2 separate regions of the Mus musculus genome follow, and region 1 is linked to region 2. The links are chromatin contacts, called in public HiChIP or PLAC-seq maps. All regions are on one chromosome and are shown on one strand. Each heading gives the region's core, a stretch centred on a gene start, on an enhancer-like site or on the middle of the called end of the contact. The rest is flanking DNA. Distances are from core to core; before and after follow the strand shown. Region 1 overlaps Gm39292 (a long non-coding RNA gene). Region 2 holds the start of 1700019J19Rik (RIKEN cDNA 1700019J19 gene).

Region 1 (4,173 bases), core at 457-2,956, 57 kb after region 2:
GCTGCCTGTCATAACAGACTTGCTGCAATAGATTTCTGGAAGGAATTGCTTTAAAAATTGTTATGTCCTAAAATGAGACAGATAACACAACAATAGCAGTTTCTGCTGATGGTATAAAGTAAGTCTCCTTTCCAAAAAAGGAGCATGTCTCCATGAAGCAGACCTCGGTTTTGAACTAGACTCTGATTTGCCTGACATCATCACTTTTCATGTCTATTCCTATGGGCAGTCTCTACCCCAGCCCTTTTCCTTCAAGAGTAATTAATATTGAGTCGGCAAATTGGACAACAGTGTCAGCTCCATAGGGCAGTGGGAGACCCAGGAAGGTATGGGTAAGGATTTATCCACGATAAAACCTTACATAAGAAAATATCTCCAGGGAACCAATATTTATATGATTGGTGTTACTTAAATATGAGCAAAAGCAAATAGATATAAATTCCTTAAGATGAGGCTTTTATATAAATAGAAGTCAAAATGAATTTACAGACCAAATACAGAGGAGATAAATATGCAAATCTGCAAATGAAACACAACTCAAAATCTAAACTGAAGCCTAAGGAAATGGTCAGCTCTAACTTTTTATTGTCTTGGTTTTTTCATTGGTTTTCATTTTATTGGATTTCTTACCAGTGCTAATGCTCAATTTATAACATGAATATGATGCTGAGGGCCTCACTATCCTGCCCCTTCTTTTGTTTTCAACAGCATATTGGTATGTATAGGCAGATATGGAAATCACCATGCAGCTCAAGCTAACCTCGAACTCATGATAATCATCTTGCCTGAACTTCCCAAGAGCTGCAGTAAGGTGTGAGCCTCTGTGGAGAGCTGGCAGTACAGGTGTGCACACATCTGTTTGTCCGTTTTCCTTGCCTTTCCATGTAAGCTCTCAGGGCTTCCACACCTCAAGCTATAAAACAAACGCAAAACAGAGGTAGTTAAACAGCAGAGTGATAGCCTTGCTAATAATCTCAACAAGAAGGAGTCAGTTTCATCACCTGAAAAAAAAAGTACTAGAAGACAGCAGGTTATGCCACAAGGCTCAGCTCAGAATTCTAAGGTAAGAGGATGGGCTGCAAATTCAGATTAACTGTCAATTCTAGATGTATTAAGACAGTCATGGAACCAGGCCTGGAAGTTGCATATCTATAATCTCAGCTACTCAAGAGGTTGAGGGAGGATTCCAAGTTCAAGCCTGTCTGGGCAACAAGATCCTTTCTGAAAACCAGAGGCCAAAATGAAGGCTAAAGACACTGCCTGGTGGTAGAGCACTTGCCTAGTATCTTCAAGGTCCAAGGTTCAAATGCCAACACCACTAAATAAATAAATATAAATGTTATTTATTTGTTTATTTACATATTTAATTTTAATTATAAATTTTATATAGTTTTAATCTTATATAATTATATACAATTTATAAATCAATAAAGTTATACATTTACTTAAATTTTATTCATTTGTTTATTTATGTATTTATTTTATAGAGATAAGATGACACGTGTGTGAAGGTCAGAGAACTTTAAGAATCAGTGCTCTCCTTCTTCCATGTGGGTTCTGGTGGTTGAACTTGGGTCATCAGGCTTGGTGTCAAAGTCCTTTAGCATCAAGCATCTCCCACCCACAAAAGCAAAAGCAGAACAGAGATGGTGGAGACAGCACAGGCAGATGTGGCGTGGGGCCTGGCTTTGGTTCGTCTACCTCGGCTGCACAGCCGCTTGGGTTTTCTTTTTGACTTCCTCTTCTACTAACTGCCAGAGATCTGACTCGGGAAATGTGTGTGAATCCTCAACACATTGTGTTCTTGTGACGTGTGATGGGAAAGGCTCAGCAGCTCTTGGATGTGGAAGGTGGGTGGACAGTCTCCAACACCCGACTGACTGATGGGGTAAGGAAAGAAGTCTGGACAGAAGAGAGGACAAGACGTCTGGGAGTGCCCAAGCAGTGAATGTCAGAACCGGAGGCAGCAAGCCGAGGGATCTCATAACGTCCCCTCCCCAGAACTGGGCTCATCTATGTACGCCGCAGTGCCTGGCTGCTTACTATGTTCTCAGTACTAGAACTCAGGTCCTTGTGCCTGCGTGACAAACCCTTTACCCACTGAACCATCACTCCAACCACAAGCTTTTTAGTTTTCATATAAAGAAACACATTTGCTTTCTGCTCTAATGGTTCTCTTAGGAATCCTGAAGTTCTCAGGAGAATCAAAGCACAGATGTGAGACAGCAAGTTATACTTTCATTCAGGAGAGAAAAACTTGACAGCCAAGAGAAAAGGAAGCTGCTCTGGATTCCTGTCTCCTGCAGCTGGGAAGTTTTGCAAAGGTCCCCAGGGAGGAACAGGGCCACCAAAGGCTGAGCAAGAGTGACTCGGGAACATTCTGAGTCAAGCAGGGACTGGGGACCAGAATGCAAGATAAGGCATGGAATTAGCGGAGGCCATTTCCCTTGCTTCTCAGGGACCTCCTAAAACACATAGTCCAGGAGGTCCCTAGGGAGGGCAAACTGCCAACGGTGGAGGACGTGGCTCACACCTAGGATGGTGCCTTTCTCCTTGGATACAGGGAAACATTCTAACTGGCAGGAGGTATCAGGAGCATGAGAAGAAGAAAGTAAAAGACTTTCAGTCCCAGTGAGAGTGGCCAGGCAGAGAAGGTGTCTATGTGGAGGGGTTCCCTGAGAGGCACTAAAGCCATGGCAGCCTTGGATGGGACAGATGGAGCCACTATAAATTAAGTATTAAAAGTCAACGTGACGAACAGCCCATTCACAGTGTCAATAAAATTGATACTACCAATCAAATCAGCACCAGCTGCAAACCAATTTAACAAGAGAGAAAGATGGTCAGCAGCCAACTAAACTAGGAGATCTTATCGATAATACAGAACTAGTGACTAATATACCACATTATTAATGGGATTATATATTTATCTTTACCATAATCATCCTCACAAAATGGATGCAAACCCAATGAGAATCAAATGTTTAACAAATTCGCAAAATAAGTTTGAGTTTCTTATGGGGAAAAACATGTCAGAACAGAAAGGAAGAAAAGTGGAGATGGGGGAAGGGGGAAAGGGAAGGACAGGACAGGAAGAGGAAATGGATGAGAAAGGAAGGGGACCAGAGGGAAGGGATGGGGAGGGGAAAGAAGAAGGGGAGGGGGAAGGGAGGGGGAAAAGGAGAAGTAGAGGGGGGGAGAGAAGGGGAAGGGGGGAGGAGCAGGATTACTGCCTTATCAGATACCACATAAAATCATTACAAAAAAATATTCTGGTATTGGCTCAGATGAGTGGACTAGAGTAAAACATTCAGAAAAGCCCTGGTATACATAGGAATGGATTACAGGGCAACGGGAACACCCATCCAGGAGGGACAGGCACACCCATCCAGGAGAGACAGGCACACCCATCCAGGAGGGAAGCAGACCTTAACTGCTGCTGCTGACCTCGCTGAGGATTTACCTAGAAGAAACAGACTCCTAGGATTCACTGCTCACAGAATATAATTCCAAATGGAACAAAGGGTTAATTAAGAAATTATACAGTACAAAGAAATATAGGAAACTCTATTATATTAGAGGGAAATGATTTTTTTACATAAGTTAGAGATATAAAACCAATAGTAAAACACCAACATACTTAACTATGTTAAATGTATTTATTATTCTCTGTGTGTGTATGCTCTGTCTCTGTCTCTGTCTTCTCTCTCTCTCTCTCTCTCTCTCTCTCTCTCTCTGTGTGTGTGTGTGTGTGTGTGTGTGTGTGTGTGTCCCATAGCCTTGGGCAGGGTTGATACTAATGTCTCATTCAGGGCAGAACCTGCAATCAAAGTCACTTATTCAATCAACTCTGACCGCTAGGAGCTCTACATTAACTGCTGCCCACGACAGCTTCCATTTTTATGGAACTGGTAATCCTTGCCTCACATGTGTGCATGCATGTTCATATGAATAAGTAACCTGGACGGTGTCCGCTTAGATTGAGATATGAAGGACATGGTGGGGCATGAATCATATGGTGTGTTTTTGTACCATTTCACTACTCAGTATGTTTATATGGTACAGCTTCACTCAAACACAATAAAGAAGATAATCTTTGACACGTGCAATTGCTACTGTCACCACCAATAAATTAAGAATTAAAATAAAAAGTAGGCATGGTGGCTCATCCCT
Region 2 (4,833 bases), core at 134-2,633:
AAGTTGCTCCTCTGACTTCACTGACCTCATAGTCTGTGTGAGGTTCTTGGTACATGCGTATTTGATCATTCCCAGGAATTCAGCAGCCTTGAGGATGGAGGACAGGAAGACACACAGTCTTGGAGGGAAGTCCCTGGGAATTCTGAGAAAGGAATGTCAGGAGTTGTAGACAGCTCTGCAGACACTTAAAGTAGGACACAGATGAAAGAGGAGACCCTGAGGGGAAAGCAGGCCCACAGAAGCACTGAAGCAGTGTGTGTGTGTGTGTGTGTGTGTGTGTATGCGCGCACGCATTAATACCAATATTATTTTATTTGAATGGGTGTTTTGTCTGTACATATGTTTGTGCATCCATGGATGCTTGGGGTGGGTGTTAGATCCTTAGGAACTGGAGTTATACACAGATGGTTATGAGCCACTATTTGGGTGATGGGAATCAAACCCAGGTCCTTGAGAAGGGTATTCAGTGCTCTTGACCATGGAGACATCTCTCCTGTCTTATTACTATTTCTTTTTAAGTTTAAATTAGATTGACCTCCTAACTTTAGCTAAAAAAAATATAAAATTGAACACATTAATGGAATATCAAGTGGTATTTTCATTAATATAAACATTGCATAATATCAATATGAACAAACATATAAAGGACATTAAATCAACTCCTGTGCTCCTGGGTTATCGGTCACAGTGTCCACGAACAGATGGAAACGGCTTCAGTTCTCATTACCTGATAGATAGATAGGAAAAGCACGGTCCGTGCATGCAGCAGAATACTATGCAGCCAGGAAAAGAATGGGTGGCAGCGGGGGCGGAAGCAGAGCTCATTAGGTTGAGCAAATTAAGCCAGGCATGAAAGCTCAAATTCCACACTCTCTGTGGCAAAGGAGACAGCTGATGTCACAGAAGATGAGAGCAGACAGAGGATTCCAGGCTGGGGGAGCAAGGAGGGAGGGGAGGAAGAGGTGGTAGCTGTGTTTGACCTGATTTAAATATCACTTTCTTTTTGTTGTCTCTCGTCCCCCACCCCCATGATGCCTGAGGGTGGCTACTGCTGAAGACAAGCAAGTGTCTGTTCTATGCTTTATTGGTTCCCCCGCTCATCTGCTCCCCCTGCTCATCTGTTCCTATCAGCACTACTGTTACTGCGGAAGGGCTCCTAGCTTAAGAATCAGACAGCACTGACTTGTGTGTGACCCTTCCCCCTGCCCACGAATACTAGAACAGTGTACACCAGTTCCAATATAAACTGTGCTGCTCGGCGCTTGTACCCTGCAGAGCGTCCAATAACTTTTGCTGAGCCATCCAAGCCCAAGAAAAAATAACCCACTGTGACAAAACAAAGGCAGCTTTAGCTCAGGCCGGTACCCGCCAGTCAGGAGAGGCAGGCGAGGGCACCTCTGGGCAAGCATGGTCTTTGGTGTGCTGCCAAGCTGACTGTCCTGAGTGTGACAAAGCAAGGGAGGGGCCCAGTGGGCCCCAGTCAATGAGAAACAGATCTGCCCTAAAAATAACAGTGAATGAACAGGCTTGCTTACACTGTCTTGCTTCAGAACTGGTTTGGCACAAAATCAGACCTAATGATAGGTTCAGAAGGAAAAATTCATGGTTGGGATTTGGAATCCTCTGAGCCAACCAGTTATCCACAAACAAGTCCACGGCTCTTCCGCTGGGTTTCCCAGAAGGTCTTCCAGGACAGGTCTCTTGTCATCATGGAGGACTCCACAGTCCTATCTGGAGTCGCCTACTCCGGAGTGGAGAGATGGAGAAGGTAAACTCACACTGGCGCATAGTTCCAGGTTATACATGCAGGAGAAAGAGACCCTAAAGGAGAAAGCTTCTCTTGGATGGATGGTGAGAGGGGCTCAGCAGCGGGAGGGTCTACTTCAGCCCCAAGATATTTACAGAGCACTTCCTGAAAGAAGAGGCACCTGACTAACAGCAATCATTCCACCCACACATTGCTTATCATCATGCATATCTCAGAGTGATTTAAAAATAAATTTGTGGGGGTGGAAAGTGATGGCTGTTACCAAAGATGCCTAGAGATTGTTTCCCTCCTGGGTCAAGTCCAGCTGTCTAGAAGCCCTGCTGAAAAGGTTCATGAAGGTTTACATGGGTTCTGGATGACCATGGTGAGACCCCAGGTCTGTTGGTGCTCTCTGTGAGGATGGAGGGGGCTGCTGCCTATTCAGTGCTCGAAATTCCCTACAAAGAGGAGAGCTGAGTTCCAGGTGGGGAAGGAGCAAGGTAGAAGGGAACCAGCTCTACCTCAGCACAGCCCCTGCCATTGGAAAAGAGGACGTAACAATGTGTTCCAGAAGGAATGGACAAGGCACAGTCATGGAGAAGCAGTGAGGACAAAGGGGATGGAAGGCTCCTAGAGGCCACAGGGCAACAACCTCTTAACACATTTGCTTTTCATGGCAGTGAGCTCCTGTGAGCCCTCCTGTTTTTCCTTGAGCAGAGAAAGTCGAGGGGAGTTTGTCCCAGAGCCCAGCAAACTTCTCCACAGATCTACCCTGAGTACAGTGGAAGCAGTTTGAATGGCCTCTTAAAGATTCTGTCAGAAGCCACAGCTTTGATGTCAGAGAGAAAGAGAGCAAGAGAGGGAGAGACAGAGGAAGTGAAAGGGAGAGACGGAGAGGGAGAGAGTTCAGGCACACTTTCATTCTACCTTCTGCTAGTCGTAGGCCAGCCTCTCTGAGAAGCCTGAGGTCCCAAGAGCTATTATTATCTCTCTATCTCTCTTCAACTGACAAGATTGTATACAGAGCATGTGCCCATTGAATGTTTGTATGTGGAGTAAATGTGTGAACAAATGATTCATTTCTATTTCCAGAGGATTCAGAGATTCTAGAAGTATGTTCTACTTAGAGAGAAAACAGAATGTTCTATCCAACACTTGTCATTTCTAAGGAGTCCATAATAACCGCCACCATGGCGATAACTGAAATTGACTCAGGAATTACCAGGCCAGGGGACTCCAGAGAACAAACACGTCAGAGGGGATTGTTTGTACAAATCATGCTACAATTCCAATAGTCCAGACTGTAATCCAACACGGTTGTCAGGAGAGGAGGAGGAGTAGTGTATTCCTCATGGACCAAGGCTCATTTCCTCCTGGCTGTGGCTTCCGTGATGACTGTACTTCAGTCCTGAGTCCTGTGCAACCACCTAGCAGATGAGAAAGGGGCACTATACAGAAAAAATAAAATCAGTTGAACCCACTTACCCTGGATCAGAGAGTTGCAGAACCTTATTTGGATTCCTGGGGATTGGGAAGTGTCTGCTGGCAACTAGATGTAGACTAGGAAAGAAGTTTGCTGTGTGTGTCCACAAAGCTTCTGCCATCATACACTAACTTGCCTATCAAGACACACTGGCCATTCGGGCAATATTTTAGTTTACATTTCTTACATTAGGAAACTTGGAACTCAAAGCAATGGCCACCGTCTAGTATACAACAGAACTGGGTATTTTAGACTAACAAGACAGGCTTCTGGTGCTGAACGCTCAGGTAGATCAGCTAGTGTTCTGTGTATGGATGACGTTTGTGTCCATGCGACTTAGGGGATGTGACAGAAACAACTTAGGAGGGAGGGCTTTGGCTCATGGATTCTGCCCACTGTAGATGGGGAGACATGATGCAGGGACTCTGTAAGAAGGGGCACATGGCGGAATCCATTCACATGGTAGTAAACAAGAAAGCAAAGAGTACCAAAACCCAAAGCTGGGCTCTAGCTTACCTTTTCCAGCTAGCCCACACCTCCTAAAGGCTCTGTATTCTCTGAAATAGCACCACCAGCTGGGAGTGAGTGTTAAAGGCATGAGCCTGTGGGAAATTTCAGATTTATACCACAGATCCCTACTTTCTTCACATACAGGCACCACATGGCTGACTTGGGCTTTCCTGGATCTAAACTTCTAATGCCATTTGGCCAGAATATAGACTACGCTGTGTGTTTCCCATTGCACTCACATGGTGTGTGCTCTCAGCTCCACTCTCCTGAAGAAGAAACAGGGATTAGATGGCTTATATAACCTGGACATACTCCTTTGGCTAATGCAGACACAGCCAGGCCAGACTATATGGTTCTTTAGTAGCTTTGGAAGAATTTTCTCTAATTTTGTCATATTACACTTCCCCAAAATTGAATATTAAAAATCAGTTCAACAACCCACTTTCCCAGGAATGCGTAAGGTATTTTCAGGGTTACTGACCTCAACTCTGAGGTCACCCAGGTCAGACAGTCTCCTTAGCCTTCACACCAGATTCCATTCTTAACACCTCCAACAGCCCACAATCATTAGATTGGCACATCTAAAACTCATAGAGGTTCTACCCAGCCAAAACCATACAGGAAACAGAGAATCAGATATACCACTATGGTGACGCAAGACTAGAGAGAAAGCCCAGACTTCAGCAAGGGGTGGGTGGTTTCTCCAGGCCAAGGGCGAGCTAGGCCTGATTGTATTGCTGGATGCAGATGTATGAGTAGTAGCTGGGACAGGGTCTGCATGCCAGGCTCTTTTCTCTCCTCTCCCACAGTCTTCCCCAGTGTGACCTGTCTACTCTGGCTCAAGTTTCTCCCTGCTAGGCATTAGCTTACAAAGAGTCTTCCTTTCTCTCTCCCCACCCCCTCCTCAAGGCATTCAGTACAATCAGACATCATACACTGGTTGGTCTCTGTGGGGAGGAAACAGGAAGTGAGTCTAATTAAAACAGTTGCAGCTAGAAGGAAGAATTCATGAGGACAACAGCAGTGAGATCTGGGGAAACTGGCGAATAAAGGCAGCAACAGGAGCTACATGTCTTTGGGCCACTTGACTTCA

What was found. HiChIP or PLAC-seq counts read pairs in DNA pulled down with a chosen protein or histone mark.
Region 1: a RAD21 HiChIP or PLAC-seq map of pro-B cells shows a contact between it and region 2, with 2.0 times the contacts expected there. The contact joins the enhancer-like site here to the promoter of 1700019J19Rik in region 2. A contact is called at or near these places in 1 of 15 datasets of contacts at CTCF or cohesin (pro-B cells), 3 of 484 Hi-C or Micro-C datasets (granulocyte-monocyte progenitors, nephron progenitors and pre-B cells) and 1 of 115 datasets of contacts at active chromatin or transcription factors (CD8 T cells).

The regions. Positions count from the first base shown.
Region 1 is chr9:14,145,570-14,149,742 of GRCm38.p6, forward strand. It overlaps Gm39292 (a long non-coding RNA gene), which reads right to left. Exons shown (of 3, transcript XR_870548.1): 3 at 631-913. Among named protein-coding and RNA genes, the nearest start is that of Gm39292, 4.9 kb to the right of the region's middle. Within about 2 kb of position 1,707, at least 34 of the 459 cell types and tissues checked have an H3K27ac peak or open chromatin away from gene starts, as enhancers often do. A contact at or near this core is called in granulocyte-monocyte progenitors and pro-B cells, where this site is marked.
Region 2 is chr9:14,088,694-14,093,526 of GRCm38.p6, forward strand. 1700019J19Rik (RIKEN cDNA 1700019J19 gene) reads left to right here and starts at 1,384. Exons shown (of 4, transcript NR_166640.1): 1 at 1,384-1,768.